3 separate regions of the Mus musculus genome follow, and all the other regions are linked to region 1. A link is a contact called in public HiCAR-type and promoter capture Hi-C data. All regions are on one chromosome and are shown on one strand. The core of a region is the stretch at or near the end of the contact, and the rest is flanking DNA. Distances in the headings are between cores, read along the strand shown.

The links. Promoter capture Hi-C pulls out the DNA fragments that hold promoters and counts their contacts. HiCAR-type assays count read pairs that join an accessible place to other places.
Region 2: a HiCAR-type map of astrocytes shows a contact between it and region 1, with 9 times the contacts expected there. The contact joins the enhancer-like site here to the promoter of Aasdhppt in region 1. A contact is called at or near these places in 3 of 39 promoter capture datasets (the 3T3-L1 cell line, cranial neural crest and hippocampal neurons) and 1 of 115 datasets of contacts at active chromatin or transcription factors (astrocytes).
Region 3: a contact with region 1 is called in a promoter capture Hi-C map of pre-B cells, with 4 times the contacts expected there. The contact joins the promoter of Dcun1d5 here to the promoter of Aasdhppt in region 1. A contact is called at or near these places in 12 of 39 promoter capture datasets (the 3T3-L1 cell line, HPC-7-derived erythroid cells, cranial neural crest and 7 more), 1 of 484 Hi-C or Micro-C datasets (the G1E-ER4 cell line), 1 of 115 datasets of contacts at active chromatin or transcription factors (astrocytes) and 3 of 9 other capture datasets (adipose tissue, liver and macrophages).

Annotation. Positions count from the first base shown.
Region 1 is chr9:4,308,122-4,310,821 of GRCm38.p6, reverse strand. Aasdhppt (aminoadipate-semialdehyde dehydrogenase-phosphopantetheinyl transferase) reads left to right here and starts at 1,328. Exons shown (of 6, transcript NM_026276.3): 1 at 1,328-1,568; 2 at 1,903-2,128. The coding sequence starts at 1,386. It overlaps Kbtbd3 (kelch repeat and BTB (POZ) domain containing 3), which reads right to left and starts at 1,079. Exons shown (of 3, transcript NM_001164574.1): 1 at 888-1,079.
Region 2 is chr9:6,667,133-6,669,832 of GRCm38.p6, reverse strand. No RefSeq gene overlaps it. Among named protein-coding and RNA genes, the nearest start is that of Gm23097, 38 kb to the left of the region's middle. Within about 2 kb of position 1,277, at least 60 of the 459 cell types and tissues checked have an H3K27ac peak or open chromatin away from gene starts, as enhancers often do. A contact at or near this core is called in astrocytes, where this site is marked.
Region 3 is chr9:7,183,086-7,185,785 of GRCm38.p6, reverse strand. Dcun1d5 (DCN1, defective in cullin neddylation 1, domain containing 5 (S. cerevisiae)) reads right to left here and starts at 1,281. Exons shown (of 8, transcript NM_029775.3): 1 at 904-1,281. The coding sequence starts at 989.

The DNA.
Region 1 (2,700 bases), core at 79-2,578:
TACTGATAAGGGTATTAGTGCTTGCTGTCTTTATTCATCCCCACATTGCTTACTGTAGCTTTTTCTGTGTGCTTCAGATACCTTGTCACATTATGAGGTCTTTGCAATATTCACATCTTAAATAGCACCTCACTCACTCTTTTAACAGATAAGGGGTTATATCAAGATAGCAATGTCTGTGTGTGAGTGACTCAAACTGCCATGTAGCTGCAGAAGACTCGAGGGGTGTGTAATATCACAAAAAATGTTAATGGGAATAAGTACAGATCAGACTATACCCATCTCTAGGAATACAGAACTAATGGACAGTGGTTGTGTAGATTAGATTATTGCTAGCTTTCCCAGATACTTTCTGGCCACCTTAGAAAGGTTGAATCAGCATGACACCTATCTACCATCATCCACGAAATCCACATTCATCTGCAGAGACCAACTTTTCCATGGACCCTAACTCGTCCTCGACTTTGTTCAAATGGATGTTCACAGAAGAGCACCGACATCCATCTACACAAGCAACCAAGGAAACAGAAATGCACTGGTGTGACGGCAGGAAGAACAGCATGAGGCATCAAGGTGCGCAGAACCCTTGAGGGGCACAGCAAAGCTTAGAGGGCTTGCACCACCGATTCTGTTCTCGGTTGGCCCGGGGTAGACAGGGAGGTCTGCGGAGGGCCCATTGGCAAACGAAGGGAAGGGTCACCTCCCTGCCGGCTGCCATATAGAACTCCCTGTGCAGAAGGCTCCTCGCTGCGGACCTTTCCTTTCCGGAGCGCTCACGAGATGCACCACAACCGAGAGTAGTAGGAGCCTTGCCTCCAACAGCCAGATTCAAGCCGGTCCAAGCCGGTCCAAGCCCACTCCTCCCTCAAACCGCACAGCTCACCCACCTGCAACTGCAGTCGGTGAAGTCTCCACCCAGGCCCAGCCTGTAAACTCCGGCTGCGATTGGCTTGTGCGACTGTCTCGTTAGCTCTTTCTCCAGAGTGAGCAGCTAAAACGGTTCTGAGAAACTCTGGTCCCGCCCTTTCCGAGGAGAGCGAGCTAAGCTCACAAGACGTCACGCCGTGCCGCAGAGCTCTGGGTTGACTCTGAATCTCCGCCCCAAACCGCCCTGCCGGCTTCCGTAGGAGACGTACAGGTTGGGGGCGAAGCTGCGTCAGGCCACGCCCCCACGCTCAACCCTGAACTAAAGGTGGGGGTGGGGGGGTCTGTGAAACTTCTAAGCCGGGCGTCCAGCTACTTCGCACAGACGCCTGAAAAGGGGTGGAGCCTGGTAACGTCTGTTGCGAGGTGCTGCCCCTTTGCGCAGACTCCGGAGCGACGGGGCGTGGCTACGTCAGCGTCTGCTCTACCTGGCTTGAGGATCAGCGGACCGAGCCGGTCGTATGGTGTTCCCCGCTAAGAGGCTGTGCGTGGTGCCATCCATGGAGGGCGTTCGTTGGGCATTCTCCTGCGGTACCTGGCTGCCAAGTCGAGCCGAATGGCTTCTGGCGATGCGGTCTATCCAGCCGGAGGAGAAGGAGCGCATCGGCAAGTTCGTGTTTGCCCGCGACGCCAAGGCAGCCTTGGTACTTGAGGCCTGCGACTTTTGGGAGGCGGGCCGGGCTGCGGACTCCCACGTGCGCTCGTGGCGTTGCGGTCTCGGAGCCTCCGGAGTGCGTGCGACCGTCTTCAGCCTTCGTATCCCGGAGGCCTGGGTCACTCACATCTAGTCTTCCCTTGTGAGGTTGCCTGTGGAGACCCTTACCCTAAAATTGGAGGCGGGGCCTATGGAGTAATCGTCTGTTTACTAATGAATGTGTTTATACTTTGAAACTTAGAAGCCATAAATATACTTTCTAAGCAGTGTACTTATGCGATTAGTAGATAGCAATACACACCGTGTGTTTTATGTCTGAACAGGCTGGTCGTTTGATGATAAGGAAATTAGTTGCAGAGAAATTGAATATCCCTTGGGATCATATCCGTCTGCAGAGAACTTCAAAGGGAAAGCCGGTTCTTGCGAAAGACTCGTTGAATCCATATCCCAATTTCAACTTTAACATCTCTCACCAAGGGGACTATGCAGTTCTTGCTGCAGAACCTGAGGTACAGGTTGGCATTGATATCATGAAGACTAGTTTTCCAGGTGATGGTTCACTTTTATGACATATTAAGTGTTTTATGTCTCAGATCTTAACTATTAGGCAGTTGTAAGTTTACTGGCAGTACTTAATTTACTGATAAAACATTTAACCAAAAAGGATGCATTTCCTTTAACTTTTATCTATAGAGACAGTAGATTCTATATTACTGTACCTTTTAACCCCTTTAAATTGTTAGCTACATTTTCTTTAGGTATCATCATTTTTCTAAGTATTTTTGTTTTTTTCTTGTTACAAAATAAGCGAGGCTGAATTACAAAGATGAGCTTCTTTAAGCTCATTGTTCTGAGTTCAAGGAAACCCTTGAGGACTGGGATAATAAGTTTATTAATGAAGGTGGTACCCGCTATGGCCTTGCAGTGCTCTTGTATTGGCAATTAAGCTTCAGCATGAATTTTTAAGAAGCCTTTTTGAAGCACAGCTCCAATGAAAGGACTTAATGGTATTGTTGAAGGCTTGTTCTAAAGTAACTGCTACTGTAGAGGAGTCAGGCTTATTTTTGTGAATAGTCCACATGGGTTTGTAGCTCTGGGGAAGCTTCATAGGAGCTTTTTCT
Region 2 (2,700 bases), core at 28-2,527, 2.4 Mb before region 1:
GACCTGTACCAGGATATATGTATGTGTGTGTACGCGCGCGCACACACACACACACACACACACACACACACACATACATATATATTTATATGCATATATATGTATACATATATATACATATATATGTGTGTGTGTGTATATACGTTATTGGGTATTAGCTTGGTATTTTAAAGGGACTCCTGACTGTAAGAATGAGTGGGTCTCTGACTCTCATGCCTGCTCTCAAGACCCTTTTCCTCCTGTTCGGTTGCTGTCTAACTTCGATATGATAGTTTTTGCTTAATTTTATATTTTATTTTGTCATGTTTGGTTGTTATGTTAGAAGCCTGTTCTTTTCTAATGAGAGACAGAAAGGGAGTGGTTCTGGGAGGGAGGGGAGGTGGGAAGAAACTTAGAGGAGTAGAGGGAGGGGGAACTATAATCAGGATATATTGTTTGAGAAAGTAATCTATTTTTCAAAAAAAGAAAAAAGGGGGTCATAGCCATATTAGCATGAGTAATAGATAAAACATGAAAACCAAACCTTTATAACAAAGACTTTGGGAGCTGGATCAGCACAAGACATTCCTGGCTTAGGCTACCACATGCTCAAGTTAGCATTGGTATCTGGAGATAAACTCAGGCTGGCGTATTTACCTAAAATTTTAATTTCACATGTAGACACAGTACCAGTATCTTTCAGTATTCAGACTATTGCACAGGTAGAATTCATATCTCCCCACAAATACTTTCAGTGGTATGAGCATAAAGAAGCTGCTGTGACTACTAAGTCTGTTAACATCCCACACAGTGTCCTCACAAAGAGTGCTGGACCTATCCATCCTACACACTCAGATGTGTTGCTTAAAATTAACGAGTGGTCACTTAATCCTGTTGGATTTTTGTTTGAAATGTTGTGCCAAACTCGATACTGCTGGGAGGTGAGATGAATGTTACAATAATTCAAAGCTAAGCCTTTTAAAGCTTTAGACTGCAAAATTGCAAAGAAGCGATATTGCTGTAGAATATCCCAAGGTCCTCTTTGTCTGTTCACCGTCTCTCTCTTGACCTACCACTGATGTAATCATTTAGATATTGTAGGACCAGCTTTCCAGGTCAATCCATTCATCTTTTGCTTTTATTTATTTGCTTGAAAACTACCAGTCAGATGTCAGCTGCTGTTACACAGAATCAACACCAGGAGGCGATCAAAGTACACCACACTAATAATATCGAGTCAGTTGGCGCTCAGTCATGACCCAGAACAGCCTGCACTGGACCCAGCTGGCAAAAACCCTGGTCTGTGTAACTCACAACGCACAAATAGGATTTTAAAGGGTTCTGCACAGCACATGTGTTCAGTAGGATTATTATAATCGTAAAGAGTTGTTGCCCAGTGCCGAAGACTGAACAATGACATCCCATAACTGTAAGAGGTTGCACAGAATGAAATGCAGAGAATTGCCCTGCCTGGTGCCCCTCAGTGCTGGTAATTTATAGGCGCCATGAGACTTGTTTCACTTCTTGAACACATGCAGTCTCAGGCACACACGGCATAGAGGCATAGACTGCATTCCTCTAACTTAAGAAAGTCCTGTGACTCTCCAAATGCCAAGAATTCCTTAGACCAACGAAGGAAGGACCGGTGTTTGTGACTATTGTGACTAGATTCTTGGAAATGATTCCTGTAACAAAGCACTTCTTGAAAGGAATGTCTGAGAAAAAAATATCTGGTCAATTCTTCAGAAACTGCTCAGGGATCATGCCAAGCATTGTTTGTATTTGACTTTTAATGTTCAAGACGCAAGCAACTGGTCCTTTGGGGCTCTATATTTCTGTTACTAAACACCAGTTTCCCACTCCAGTTTCCCCGAGTATGAAGCAATTGTTCAGTTGATTTTCTGTTTCTCTTTGTTGATAGACTCCCTGCAACACATCTTTTAGTATCATATAGTAGTACTAGAGACAAGGACATATGGCAAATTATTATTAGAACAAGTATCTGAATGTGGATCCTTAGAATTTCATACATGACTGTATGTTTTGAAAGATATTCTCCCATTCCAGTCCGAACTCTGTAAAAATACCCGTCCATTACTACTCTCCCTCTTCATGTGCTCTTTAACAACAAGAATGAATCCACTTTTACTTTTAATTCCCTAAATTAAGGGAATCCTCAAACAAAATGTTTTTGTCCCTAGGCCACTTTGAAAAAAGCCCCCCTTATTTTCTTGACCTATATACATCTTTATTATGACATCAATTATATTGTATACTGAAATGCATGCAAATGATAAATGAACCAGTAAAATTTCATCAAGTAAACACAGTGATGTACCCACTCCTCATATTAAAACCAGCCCATCACTTCAAATTCCTCCTTTTATGCAACAGCACAAAACAAGGCCATGCTTATCATTCACTTGCTAACGTTATCGCCTGTCTACTTCATGTAGTGATTGGAATGGTCATCAATTGTACTGGCAGTGGGCTCTGATTTGGGGGCTGCAAATAACAGGGCCACCATCTTTGGAAAAATCTGTTGAAAATGAGGATTTATGTCCCCTACCCAGAGTGGGGGCAGTGACTTGGCTGCTTCCACAATCATTTGGGATAATTCAGGTACACCCAAAGCTTTAAAAGTCCTCCCCTGCCTTCTAAAGCCCTGCCTCTTTTCATAACTCTTGTGTTTCTATTTTAGCCTTTAATACTTTAAACGGT
Region 3 (2,700 bases), core at 32-2,531, 2.9 Mb before region 1:
TGATTAGTTGATATTGTTGTTCCAGGCTGTCTTGTTGTAATGGTAGTATTTGTCACTTTAAGTGTCGACCATTAATACAAAAACAACTCAAAGTGTATGGGAAGAAGCCCACTTCTCAAAGCTAAATCGCAATGACTTTCTGAGGAATGAATCTGTGATGATTGAGTATATGCCACAAAGCGAGTAAAGGGCTCTAACTTACAGTTCTGCTTTGTTTTCTTTTCCCCTAAGAGAACATGGAGCACAATAGCTTGCTAACGCCTAAAAGGAGGTTGAGAGCTACCAGCGTCTTAATGCCAGAAAACAAAAACCACAAGGGCCTTTTCCAATTAAGTGTACGGAACTGGTACAGGTGAAGTGGAGGCATTGGTGCGTCCAGAAGCCTAGGCTCCAGCGATTTAAAAGGCCTCCTGCTGGGATCGTCCAGGTTAGGCCACTTTAAATGCTAACTCGGGAGACCAATTATAGCAAAGGCTTTCTTTCCATCATTCCCAAGGCAGCTGTCAAAACTCTTCAAGCTCTGCTCCTTTTTTCACACTCTGACATTTAACAATGTGGGGACCAAGCCAATTCTGCTCGATTTAGTGTGACACAAGGACGCCGTGAATCTTGGCAGATCCGCGCTCACTTCTCGGTTGGGAAATTTGATGGAGAATGCATACGTACGGTCGTCTGTTTCCTACCCTCTGGGCACGCAGACAACAAAGTGGGACGAATCTCAGAGCTTGTCCAAGTACGACAGAGAGCACGTACAGGCGAACACGCGGTTCGGTCCCGCGCGGAGCGGAGACTGGGCGCCTCACCGACCGCCTCGCCTGAGAGGGCTCGCCCCTCTCCTCCCGGCTAGCGGCCTGTCCGGCCCCGGGGGAAGGAGAGAGCCAGCGGGGTGGGGACAGGCAGTACCTGGGGATTTTACACTTTTTGAGGCCCGCGTCTTCCGCGACCGCCGCTGCCACTCCGGGAGCTTTTCTCTTCTTCTTCACTGGCATCTTCCGCCTTCCCCGGCAAGGTAGACAGGGCGGCCGGGGAGGGGTATCGCGCTCCGCCGCAGGCCCCGCAGCGCCGGCTCCCGCCTGCCGGGGACCGCAGCGGAGGCCCGAGGCGCGACCCCGCCCCGGGTCTCCTCTTTAGGGGCGGTTCCGGGCAGCGCAGCGCTAAGGCCGGCGGTGTCGCGGCTCGGGCTTTTCCAGGAGCAGCGAACGCCGACAGCGCGGCACCTACAGTAGCAGCGAAGAGCAGGCGGCTTAGCCTGACCCGGAAGCGGATGGCTCTGGACCGGAAGTGACGTAGAAAGGAAGCTCGCAGGGCCTGGAGCGGTCTCTCTACTTTGGGATTTTTTGTCTCTGCAGGTGGAGCCTGAATCTCCGGAGATTTTCTGGCGGGTTTCCAGCGGGAAGTCCTTTCTAGAAATCATAAACGCTCCACAGCTGGCGAGCGAAGTAATCTGGTGAGGAGCCATGCGTGAGTGTGCCCACTCCTGACGTGCAACCGCTCCAGTTTTTTCGGGTGTTCTTGGTGGGCCTGAGATCAACTTCTCGCGCTCCTTGTCCTTTTCTCCCTCATGCTCAGGGTCAGTTTATGGCTTCCTCCTGTGCTGAGGCAACGCCTCCATGTTTTACTTCTGAGGAACTCTCCTCTTGGATAAGAGACTGGGAAACGGACTGACTTATTACAGAGGATTTGGGGAACTGTTCTAATGGGCTGCTCTCAAGAAACAGTAATCACGTCACTTCTAATGGAAATACTGCTTATAAGAAAGGTTTGCTAGGTAAAATTATCTCATAGAAGATTCTTAGTGAATGAAGTCCATGTTTGTAACCCAACTGTGACAGAAGACTGTTTCTTTAAATTCTATCCCTGTGGTTCTGTGACTGCATCGTGGGACCCTAATCTAGTCAAGGAGAAAGAAAAAAACCGGTTGTTGTAATGAGTCCTGGATACATAATATGCCCTGGAATTCACAAGTTTCCTGAGAGAGGACACTTCAATGTTTGGTGCATATAGTTAATGTTTTTTTAACAGTGAACATAATGTTCAAACCTATAACCCATTCGACTCTATTATAAACAATGCACGAAACATTGTTTTTACATGAAAATTATAAAATGTAAGCTCTAAAACAGAACTCCCTACAGGAAGTAGACAACTGAAAGATGAAGGGTTTTTTTTTTGTTTGTTTGTTTTATATATGTATTTATTGTGGGGGCACTTGTGTGCCAGTGCTGGGATGACAACTTGAAAGTTCATTTTCTCCATCAATCTTGTCACTCTTGAGGTGGAACTCAGGTTGTGAGACTTGGGAAGGGACATTATGTCTGTGTACAGAAAAGCACCTAGTTATGTGATTTAATTTTTTCTGCTGCTCGTGATAGTTCTTGATTTTCTATATAGTAAATAATGAGAAGCTATGAGGGTGCTGAGTTCTTTGTTATGTGGTCTAATTTTCTTTGACTAAGTCACAAGAAGGAAAGGAAAGGAAGTAGTATTAAAACAAAAGGGTATTCTGGTTTAGATCCTAAGGTACTCATCAACTTTATGAAGAAAAATCTTAAAAATGCATTTTAGCCGTCTGTTAGTAGAGTGGCACAACATAAACAGATTAAGCACACAAGGCTGAAACAGGTCTATTCATTTGACAGTTTGATGATTTGCATATTTCTTAGGTTTAAGGATTGTAGAATGAAGAAATGGAAAACAGAA